Linked DNA regions of Anas platyrhynchos: region 1 is linked to region 2. Evidence: chromatin contacts called from public Hi-C data. All regions are on one chromosome and are shown on one strand. Each heading gives the region's core, a stretch centred on a gene start, on an enhancer-like site or on the middle of the called end of the contact. The rest is flanking DNA. Distances are from core to core; before and after follow the strand shown. Region 1 holds the start of AMOT (angiomotin). Region 2 holds the start of ALG13 (ALG13 UDP-N-acetylglucosaminyltransferase subunit).

The links. A called contact is a pair of places that touch in the nucleus more often than the background predicts.
Region 1: a contact with region 2 is called in a Hi-C map of subcutaneous adipose tissue, with 3 times the contacts expected there. The contact joins the promoter of AMOT here to the promoter of ALG13 in region 2. A contact is called at or near these places in 4 of 8 Hi-C or Micro-C datasets (F1 follicle, liver, skeletal muscle and 1 more).

Annotation. Positions count from the first base shown.
Region 1 is chr10:6,441,051-6,445,914 of IASCAAS_PekinDuck_T2T, reverse strand. It overlaps AMOT (angiomotin), which reads left to right and starts at 1,773. Exons shown (of 13, transcript XM_072042990.1): 1 at 1,773-1,977.
Region 2 is chr10:6,210,977-6,216,657 of IASCAAS_PekinDuck_T2T, reverse strand. ALG13 (ALG13 UDP-N-acetylglucosaminyltransferase subunit) reads right to left here and starts at 1,939. Exons shown (of 29, transcript XM_072043103.1): 1 at 1,741-1,939; 2 at 1,375-1,537; 3 at 1,027-1,165. The coding sequence starts at 1,821. It overlaps LOC119717817 (a long non-coding RNA gene), which reads left to right and starts at 5,655. Exons shown (of 2, transcript XR_005268122.1): 1 at 5,655-5,681. It overlaps LOC140003276 (a long non-coding RNA gene), which reads right to left and starts at 5,433. Exons shown (of 2, transcript XR_011811618.1): 1 at 5,299-5,433; 2 at 4,693-4,766.

The DNA of each region.
Region 1 (4,864 bases), core at 524-3,023, 230 kb before region 2:
ACTCTCCCAAGCATTGTCTGATTACGCATGAATGATGCAGATTTTTGCTAGGATTGCTTTCTAGCTGTTACTCATGTTTTCCAGGCAGGGGTGCAGACCTCCGACAGCTGCGGTAACGAGGCAAAGAAAAGAGTGAGCTTGTCGGCCACAAAAAGACTATGGATTTTGGAAATCCAGTACTACAAAAACAAACATTCCACCATGTTTTATAACAGACCATTCTTGTCTGGCTCTGGCAAACAAGGCCTCATGACAGCACGGCCCATTTTAGTGTCACTCTTATACCCATGTTGCTGGATTCCCATGGAGCAAAAACAAGACTTTCCCTCCATAGTTCCTTTCTTGGTGTTTACAGTGAAGGTCGGTGTGTGGCCACTACCTCACTTTTTTCCCCCTCCCCTCCTTCATCACAAGCAACAAAACAAAGCTGTCTGTAATCGAATATAGCAAGGAGTCACAAGGCTCCACAAACGCAGACATCTGCGCTTAAAAACATCTTTTCACCTGACTTTGGATGCTTGCTATTTCGTGTTTAAAACGGTGGTGGTGGTGGTATTTGTTTTCGTGTGTTTATTTTAACTATTACAACTTTCAGGTCTGTGTGCTCACCCTGACAGACGCTTGGTTTTAAGGGTTTTAAAGTTAAGGGGATGAAGCATAGACTGCGGGAGCTGTACACTTGATGACCAGCAGTTGATTAAAGACAACTTCATTATGTAAGCTTTACCTATTAAGTTTTTGTTTTAGTAACCACTACTGAAGTTATAAAATATTTTGAGGCACCTAGAGGTGCTTCCATTGTTACATTTTACCTCCTCTGGAGTCACACTGTTCTTTCTGGATTATTTTTGTGTATGTTTGGAGATAATTCTAGACACACATCCTCGACAGTTCTGCCTTTGGGTGCCTTTTGTTGCGAGTGGTTTGAGGGCAATGATGCTAGTTAGAAACGTGGAAGAGAGGTTAAAAGATGAAGCAGTTGCAGAAAACTTGCCAGGTGCAGATTTAGCTTTTCAATGGGCTGATAACCAAGTGAGATAAAAAAAAATAAATTGTGAAGAACTTAGGTCCTCATAGCTGAGATCATAAAATGTTGATGTGAAAGTGTAAGTTTGCAGTCAGGAAAGTAAAATAAGCTTCTCTTAGGCAGAAAATACATGGGCTTTCTTAGGGGTGTCTCCCTGTATAAATTACAGTCTACTGTAAACGGCAGGAGGTAGAGAAAGTGTTTCTGCGTAGTAAAAAGCGTAATTGATGGCAGTTTTTCAAGTTACTCAGTACTGAAAATTGCAGTCACAGGTAGCACTGGTGACTCAAGGCCACAGGCAGAGCCATCAGCCTTGGTGTGCCAGAGGCAGGGCAAAATATCTTTAATAATTGCAGATTTGGCCAGCCAGGAGGCCAACTGCGGTGCAAATGTGCCTTTGTACATCGGAAACATCAAAACGTTACACTCCAGCGCTGCCTTTCCACAGAGGGGGCCTCGGGTGGGCAGCAGCCATTTTGTGAGGCGCATCCCGCTCCCTCGGCGGTAAAACCACCTCCGTCTTTTGATTTTATTTTTGGACACTGGGCTCTGCTGCGTAGTTCACAGCCTGGAGGGTGTTTCTGAAAAGGACTTGAGCGCTTTTAGCCCCTCAGTTGCCTGCTGCCGAGGAGCTGAGGGGGGACCCAGCAGAGCCTGCCGGGGCAGCTCCGTCCCGCCCATGGCCGCCTCCCCTCAGCCGGGCGAGGCGGAGCCGGCCGTGAGGAGGAGGAGGAAGAGGAGGGCGGACTACGCCTCCCGGCAGTCTCCACAGCGCCCGGCCCAACGAGGGATGCCGGGTGCCGTAGTCGGGGCCGCCTGGTGAAAGTTAATAACCGAAGGCGCCTCCCCGAGCTCCGCGGCGCCTCTCGTTGCCATGCCGGCTTTGTCGCCTCGGCGGGGGCAGCGGCACGATGGATGAACGGGCGGCCGCCGGGGCAGGCGCCCGCCGGGTAAGAAGCGGGAGGGGAGGAGAAGGGGAGGCTCTGGCCGCCGCTCTGAGGCCGGCTCCGGGAGGGGAAGGCGGCTTCGTGGTGCCCCGAGTAGGGCCCTGCCCGCCGGGCTCGGAGGCAGGTGCGGCGGGGAGCGGGGGGACGTGGCCCCGGCCCTCCCCTCGGAGCCCCCCGGCCGCTCGCCCAGCCTGAGGGAAAAGCCGGCCTCGGACACAACTCCCGGCTGCCCCTCGGCTCCCCGCTGCCCCCCCAGAGAGGGAAAAGTCCCTTCGCGGGAGGGGAGAGGGCTGCGAGGTTTTGCTGTGGGTATCTGCCGCAGAGGAGGGAGCGGAGCTGTCCCGACCCTCCCCGGCTCCGTTTCCCAGCCCGGGGGTGTTTGTGCTGCCCGCAGCCCTGCACGAGAGGTCCCTGCCCTGCCTGCTGCCTCCCGACCCTGCTGGCCCCCAGCACCCGCAGCAGCCCGGTCCCCAGGTGGAGCGGAGGTGACTCCAAGTCCTCCAGCCTTGCGAGGGGAAAGCCTCAGCGTGTGGGTGATAAGCCCACAGTGCTGAAAAGCTCTGCTTTTGGGGCCTTGCCCTGTACGGAATGGGGTCCCACCAGCCCCCTCGGGGCTGGGTTCAGCTGTCCCTGCTGCTGCTTGGCGGTCTGCCCTCAGGTGCGAAGATTGTGCCTTTTGTTAGCAGACCCGTTCAGGTAGGCCTGTAAATAAATGTTCGCCATCGGACTTGCCATATGGTTGAGGCAGAACCACAGTTCCATCTGTCTCTCTCCCAGGATATCTTTTTGATAAAGGTAAGGGCTGGAAGGCTGAATCTTTGGTCAAACAAGAACCTGGTGGGTGACCTTAAACGTCTACTGCTTTTGCTTGGTGCTGTAAATAGCCCGAAATAATTGAATCACCAGCATATGGTAGGACGCCCCAGCATTTCCATGGCACAGGCTCCTGGGGGGCTGCTCTCACTTTCCACGATGCTTGGGCACAGGTTCCTTGCCTGGGATCCTCCCCTGTGCAAAGCATACAGATTCCCATTCGATATTCAGGTTAAAAGTTTCTGCGTGTCACCTCTAATAAATGATCTTCAGTTCAGCCCTAATGCGATAGAAAATAACAAGTTCCATTTTAATTCTCTCCTCATCTTTATTCCACTTTTTAATAATAATTTTTCATTAAGCCGCTAATCCTGTCCTAGCACTTCTAATCAGGAAGGCTCAAGGTGCTTTACAAAAGAAGTAAGAATATAATTATTCCAATTATCCTCATTAAGGCCGATATTCTTAACTTTTCAGCAGCTTCCACAGATAATATAGGCCATAAATAATTAAGAGTACAATCTAATTAAAAGAAATCCCTAGTCGTAAACCAGAGGGCTGCACTGAAGTAGCCAGCCTTCAAAGGCATGGCCTTGTAACCTAATCTCCCTGATCAGAACAGCAGCTCATTAACCTGCGACTCCTCGCTCTCCTGACCTCGCTGCCCCCGCAGCAGGTACATCCAGGTGCCTGTGCAGGACCCCACAGAGGGAGAGGGTTGTGACAGAAGGCATTCTTGAGAGCCTCCTCCTATAGGAGCCCATCAGCTGGTCTTTTGAATAAAGGTCTGGTGTTCGGAGGGTTATCAAAACCTACAGTCGGAACTGAGCGAAGGTAGGCATGGAACTAGTTCAGTTTGTTAGCGGAAGAGAACTAGTTACTGCAAACTAGAAATGTTGCTCAAACTGGATTCCAGAAGATACAGAGAAGGTTGTGTCCTGGGTCAAGTTCCTATGCGACCTAAATAATGTTCTGACCCACAAAACACAAAACTCCCCATACGCCAACTTCCTCAAAGTCAGTGCGAACTGTCACGGCTGGGAGCTCGGGTTCTAAACTGCTCCTACTACAGTGGGTCTCTGTATTGTAACACCCGGGTGTCCCCTCTGGAAGCTGACTGTCTCAGGACTGCTGTTTATCTACAGAATTCACCAGCAGGGCTGCATGGGTGAAATCCTTGCTCTCATTCCAAATACCTGCTGTCACACATTAGTTACTCCGTGGGAATGTTTGTGCTCTGATTTGTGGTTACGCAGCGTTCGGTGATGACCTAATTGCAACATTCTCGTTAGGCAGAGAAATTTGAGTTTGGCTTTATGGTTCACCTCACTAAGGCAGCCAGTGCTCTCGAATACGTCTACATCAGTACTGCCACTTCAGCCCCATGTTTTGTGGGGGATCACAAGGCTGAAATGTGTGCATCTAACAGCATCTCACACTGCCATTGTAATGTGTAACAGCAAGCACGGACCATCTTGTAGGTAGAAATGGCTGGATCTGATGAGCTTCAGCAGCTTTCTTACCACTGAGGAAACCACCTGTGTTAGTGTGGCGTTGGGAAATTTCCTTGGAAGTTGGCAATACGCGAAAAGAGCTGCGAACAAAGCTGGGAAAGGCCAGCCTGCCTTTCTGACCCTCTCGTGAAGAGGCTTAGTCTTGGTTCCGGGCTGTCAGTGTAGTTTTCAGAGGTAACTTGAAGGGATGCTGACTGCATGTCCTATTAAAACAAGTCCCTGAGACCCATGGGGTCTGGCAGAGGCCTGATTTTGATCCATCTGTGCTGTAATTTCTTCATTTGTGAAACTCAAATGTATTGCGTTAAACTGTAATTGGCTGGTGTGCTGGGGTATCTGAATAGCAAGGCACAACTTGGGGTGCCAAGAAATGCTGGTGGCACTGGAAATGTGCTGTGAGTGAGCGGGGAACCCGTGGAAGTGAGGCGGCAGGGAGTGCAGACACCTTGAGCTGCAGAAAGAGGGTGAGAATGGGAGAAAGGGCCAAAGAACTTAAAATAGAAAAGAAAAAATAGCGTGTGGGGCAGACGGCGCACGGAGAAACATGGAAGAGCAGGTCTGGA
Region 2 (5,681 bases), core at 690-3,189:
GACAGACAGTAGGTCTGTGAAACTCCATGTAAAAGGATTCAGAAAGTTGGGTTAAAAGGATAACCCAAGTAAGTACTTGGAATACAGATGCATTTAGAGTTACTAAACCATACAGCATCTTAGCATCTACAGCATTTTAGGGATATAGTTTAGTGGTAGGCTTTATAGTTCTATGTTAATGTTGGACTTGATGAGCTTAGAGGTCTTGTCCAACCTGAGCAACTTTATGATTCAGGTCCTCCCCAAATCAAAGTAATTAACAGTGTTAGAGGGAATGTAATATAAGCAAGTACCGTAAGTTCTTGACCTGCATGTGATTACTGCAGACAGGATATTAAAACTACATGGTCTCCTGATCCTTATCAGCAAGGACACTTATGTTTTTGTTTCCCCCCCTAAATACCCCAGATAGTTACATTTTCCTTATGGCAGTGCATCTATGCAGTCAACTTTCAGACGAGGGAAGTCTACACGGTGAACAATGAAATGGAGAACTAAGTCTGCAGGGAGCAAGTTACTTCTTATGGCTTATGGTTTTGAACTGATGGTCTAGTTTGTAGTATTTCTAAACTTTTATAAATAATTAAACAAAAAGTAAGAAAAGGCAGAGAAAAGAAGTTATTAAGTTCTTCTAGGGTGGACCTGACACTTCCAAATTCAACTACTACTTGGTTTAAACTGCTGTTTGTCCAATCTGAAAACATGTGCTCTCAAAGCAATAAATTAAAAGGACTCTTGGTGAAAAAAAATGAGAAGTTCGGAAGATAAACCAATAAACCACTATCTACTATGGAAAATCTATCCACTATGGAAAATCTACCCTGAAGATAAATAGAAGAGCAGCTCTCCGAGATCCCTGCCCAGTCCTCACTGCCCAGTGAAGATACTTTATTATGGTACTTAGTGAATGTGATTTTGTTACAGAAAAGGATGCAAGTTTTCATGTTACAGTCTCAATACTGTAATAACAGTGTTATGGTGTTGAGCACTGCGTGTTCAATCTGGACAGCTGCAATGGCTCCGTACCTACAGTTACAGTAGAGGACGTGTCCATCTCTGTGAAGCTGCTTCGCTAGCTCGAGCTGATGGTTGTCCATCAGCTTTTCATTTATTACCACCAGGAGCGGTTTTCCTTCTTCTAGAGTCTCCAAGCAGCTACCTGCACCTACAGGAGAAGCAGAAAACACTACGAGCACTCTCACCGACTGATGAAGCATCACTGAAGCACGAGACACTCCTGAAGGTGCACATTTCACCCGCACAGCTCTAGCTGGTGACCTTAACCTCCCACACCAGAGACAGCCACACATCACTCGCCCACGGTTTCCTCCCCCGAGAGCACAAGGCAGGCAGCCCGCGGGCCTGCAGGTCTACCTGCGTGGCTGATCACCAGGTCGGCCCTCTGCAGCTCCTCGGCCAGCGAATCCTTGAAGCGGAACACGTCCAGCGTCAGGGTCAGGTCGCGCCGCGGGGCCGGCTCCAGCTCTCCCCGCCCGATCTGCAGCACCAGCCGCTCGCAGCCGCGGCTCCGCAGCGCCTGCAGGGGGACGGCCGGGAGGGCTCAGCTCGCACACCGGGGCTCCCAGCGGCTCCCAGTTGCTCCCAGTCTGGCACAGGGCTGCCGCCCCCTCCCCTCCCAGTCAGTGTCAGCGGGCGGGCCCCGCTGAGGCGCCGTAAGGCCGGCCGTGAGGGGACAACCCCCAACCCCCAGCCGCCCGCCCGGGCTTTCCCCCGCCTCACCCGCATGGCCGGCGGGGAGGAGACGGCCGCGATCAGCTCGTCGAAGCAGGTGGTGCCCACGGTGACGAACACGGACTTCATCGCCGCCCGCGGGGCGCCTCAGCGGCGGGCAGGAGGCCGCCAGAGAGCGCTGCGGAGCCCGCCGCGGCGCTCCTAAAATGGCCGCCGCCATGAGGGGCGGCTCCGCGCCGCCCCCGCCCCTTGCGCTTCCAGAGGAGCGAAGGGCACGGGTAGGTGTGACTTACAGAGGGGAAAAAAATCTAAATGTTTAAAAAGGATTCAGTTCTGTAAGTTTTTTTTTTTTTTTTTTTTTTTTTTTTTTTTCCCCCCCCCTCCACGTGTTGTTTTAGCAATAGCGGGGCCCAGTCACTGTAACTGATATCCTGACTGGTACTGGGTGCGCTCACAAGCTGCCACTCCCGTACCACAGCCACCTTTTCTTTAAAGGCTGTTATAAATGGCTCAGTCTTCAAAACAGGACTATAATCAAAGTTTATAATTTATTAAAGGAATACAGGTAAGCAAACAGTGCTAGGTGCGCTGGGAATCTCTGCTCCACCAAGACACACACCAGTTACATCAAGTAGCTGATTTTTATGCTCCTAGGCTAGTACATGTTCATTACTACTTCTTAAAAACAAACAAACAAACAAAAAAAAAAAACACAGGGTTGTTATAATTAGTTTCCTGAATCCAAACCCTCCTACTGGAGCATGTGTATCAGTCTCCGGTGGTCCCTCTGGGGGTCTCTCGTGCTGAAGGCTCGTAGTCTTCCTCCCTCTTGTCCTTCTCCTTTGTCCAACTTGACTGTATGTCAGAGACTTGTGCAGTGTCCCCTGCAAGCTTTGTCTTTCAGTTGTTCTTCTGCTTTCCCTGTCTCCTTAATCTTCTGGCCAGATATCGGAGACTTGCATAGTGTCCCATGCAATAGTCATAATAGTTAGCAGTTATTCTGAAACTCCCCAGATATCAGAGACTTCAAGGGAAAGCCTACAAATACATTTCCCTTCAAGCTCTCTATTGACACAAATTGCTAAAACATTCCTTTGCAAGATACAAGAACTATATACATTATCCACTCTGGTTTTCTTAGGCTTATACAAGGGTATGTATGACAGAAGGTCACATTCATCATACCATATGGCCCTAGAATTGTTCCATATTGACACAATTGAACATATTTCACAAGGCTGTCACTGACATGAACTAGGATTACCGAGGTTTATCCAGCTTTCCCATAACACTGCCTTGTTTCAAGGACAGCTGCCTTTGTACTTTGCTACTGTCCCTTTTCTCTTGCTACTGTTTCATTCAGTTTCCTTCCCAGATTTCCCTGTGTGGTAAGAAGGAAAGTGTCTCTTCCAATGGAAAACAAATCACCAGAAGGAGCTAGATTTAAAGAGCCATTTAATTCGTAAAAAGGTGTGATTATATGCACACACTCACCCCTATATATTTGAGAAAATACCAAAACGGCCTTTTCTTAAATGGCTTTTCTTCGCAAAAACTAATTAATCCAGGAAGCTTGGTTAATGCAGCTGTAAAGCTTCTGGAAGTTGAACTGTACTTGCTATTGACAGTTTGTGCTTTCTTAGCTCCCTCAGTAAGTTTACCACTGCTTTGGAAGAAGAGAGGTCTGATAGTTTGATTCTCAAAATTGAAGTTGCCTGCTAAGAAAGCATTTCTAGAATGACCACACTAAAACAAATATTGCTGCAAATATTGGTGTAAGTGAGGGCTGGAACTTGACAGCATACACTGCAGTGACAGGCTGCCTTCCCAGCTGGAGAGCTCAGGCACCATGGGGAGTCCTGGGTGTCAGACACTGGTGAAAGAAACAGCCGTGAAGTCCCAGGAAAGAAAACACAACAAAATGCTCTCAGGGGAACCATTTCTGAGCTTGCTATTAATGAAGAAAACATGAGGTATCTAGGGCAGACAGACTAGAACAGACACAAGGAAAACAGGAAACTAGACTCAGAAGCAAACAAACAAAAAACAAAGATTCTATCACTGGCTTCCACTGTCATTTTACCTGTCTGACGTGAGCAGTTCAGTAGGTTTTTGCTGAACTGGTCACCTCAGCCTATTAAGCAGGGGAGAAGTCATATCATTACAGAGCAAATGCATGGCATGCAAGCCTACCTTCAAATGACTGAAGGCAGGAGCAAATTGCACACATCTCAGTGAGTGTGCTTGGGTAATTTTTGCCATGTGGAGACCCTTCCACTGATACCACAGCGACTGGGCAAGATGGGAAACAAGGAAAAAGAGGCAAATGTGGTTTGAATGCTGCAATTTATGTTCTGCTTTTATAGAGCAGACCCTTAATAATTTTGACTATGTACACCGTCCCCCCAAAATCACAGACACTGGCAGAGACAAATCTGTCAGAGGAGCTGAAAATGTATATTATGTCCTGATTGCAACTCAGGGAAAAAAAATAGAAGCAAAATTGAAATCAGGGCTAGGAGCTGTATCCTCCTGGTTTCTTTTTCTCACTTTGCCACTTACCAATGGTAACACCTCTGGGAGGTGATCTTTTCTGTTTATCCACCTGCAAGGCAGTGTTTAGCAATTTATCGCCTCTAAAGAATCCTGTGGAGGTGATTATATTAATGTGTAGAGAATTAAGACATTTAAAAGTCCTCACTTTCATTTGAAGCCATTGATTATTTTTTTTTCCTCCTACCCGCCTTTACTTGATCCTTTGAAAGGTCATCATTGAATACAGGTAGGTTTTCCCTACTCCATATTGTCTTTTTTTCTAAGCACACGTCTTTCTATTTCAGGCTGTTCTTACTACCACCTTAAGAAGACTGATGAAAAACACTCCCTTGAACAAATACATGTCAGCTCCCTATGGGACATGATCCCAAGAGCCAGGGAATCAGGCAAGGAGCTGAGATGAAAGCCTCTTCTGAAAACAATGCTATTCATTGCTAAACTGCATTATATCAGTTGTGAAGATGAAGTCACTGGTAGATTTATTACGTCAGGTACATTTTCCCTTTGTGATGAACATCCTGTTGGGGGGGAAGAAGGGGAGAAATAGTGTTTTAGATTCACTAACACCACCATTAAATCTGTTAAAATAGTCTTGTCCACTGAAGGCTAGGATAATCCGTTAGCAGTTGCACAAAACTGAACTGACAGTTTTCTCAAGTGTAACACATTGTGTAATTCTACAGAAAGAAGCTACTCAAATTAAACACCTAAATCTATTTATTCCCTGAATTAAGTTTAATAGATGAGGTCACAGTTGTATACACTGCTGAGCGTTCTAAGAAAGATGCAGAAAGATCTAGCTATCCTGAGGATACCTCTGATTGCCATGTTAATGGATCATTCACAATGCTCATTAGCCCCCTGTTGCTTTCATTTAGCATAATGAGCCACACTAAAATTTATTTATTTTTTGATTAAAGCAAATGGTGCTGACAGCAGACATGGGGGAGGGGGGGCGGGAAGGGTACTTTAACTTGAGAAACAGGTTGTTAAGCAAAACAATAATCAGCCCAGAGTGCACAGGGCCTTGGTGGCACCAATCAGCCTCACCCTGCTCTTACTGCTCTCCCCCAGGCAAAGCAAGTCCAGCACCAGGTGTGGTCTGTGTGATTCAAGCCAGGCAACAACCTCACCAGGAAGATGCAGAACCAACAGCTCCAGAAAAAGGCAGGTAGAGCAGCAATGGTTCAAGCCAGGAAACCCAAACTGTGATTCAGGAGTAAAACTATCTGCACCTCCCTGTCTTTACTTAAAGCCTCAGCTTAAAGGAAGCCCCTTGCACATACACACACTGCCCCCCAGCAAAGGGCAGGTGATAGAAGCCCCAGGTGATGCAGGTCAGGGCAAGTAAGACCTAATTAGTGCAGCTGGGGTCCTGGCAACTGCTGAATAAGTCAGGCTTTGGAGTGAAAGTAAGAATGGTAAAGTAGCAG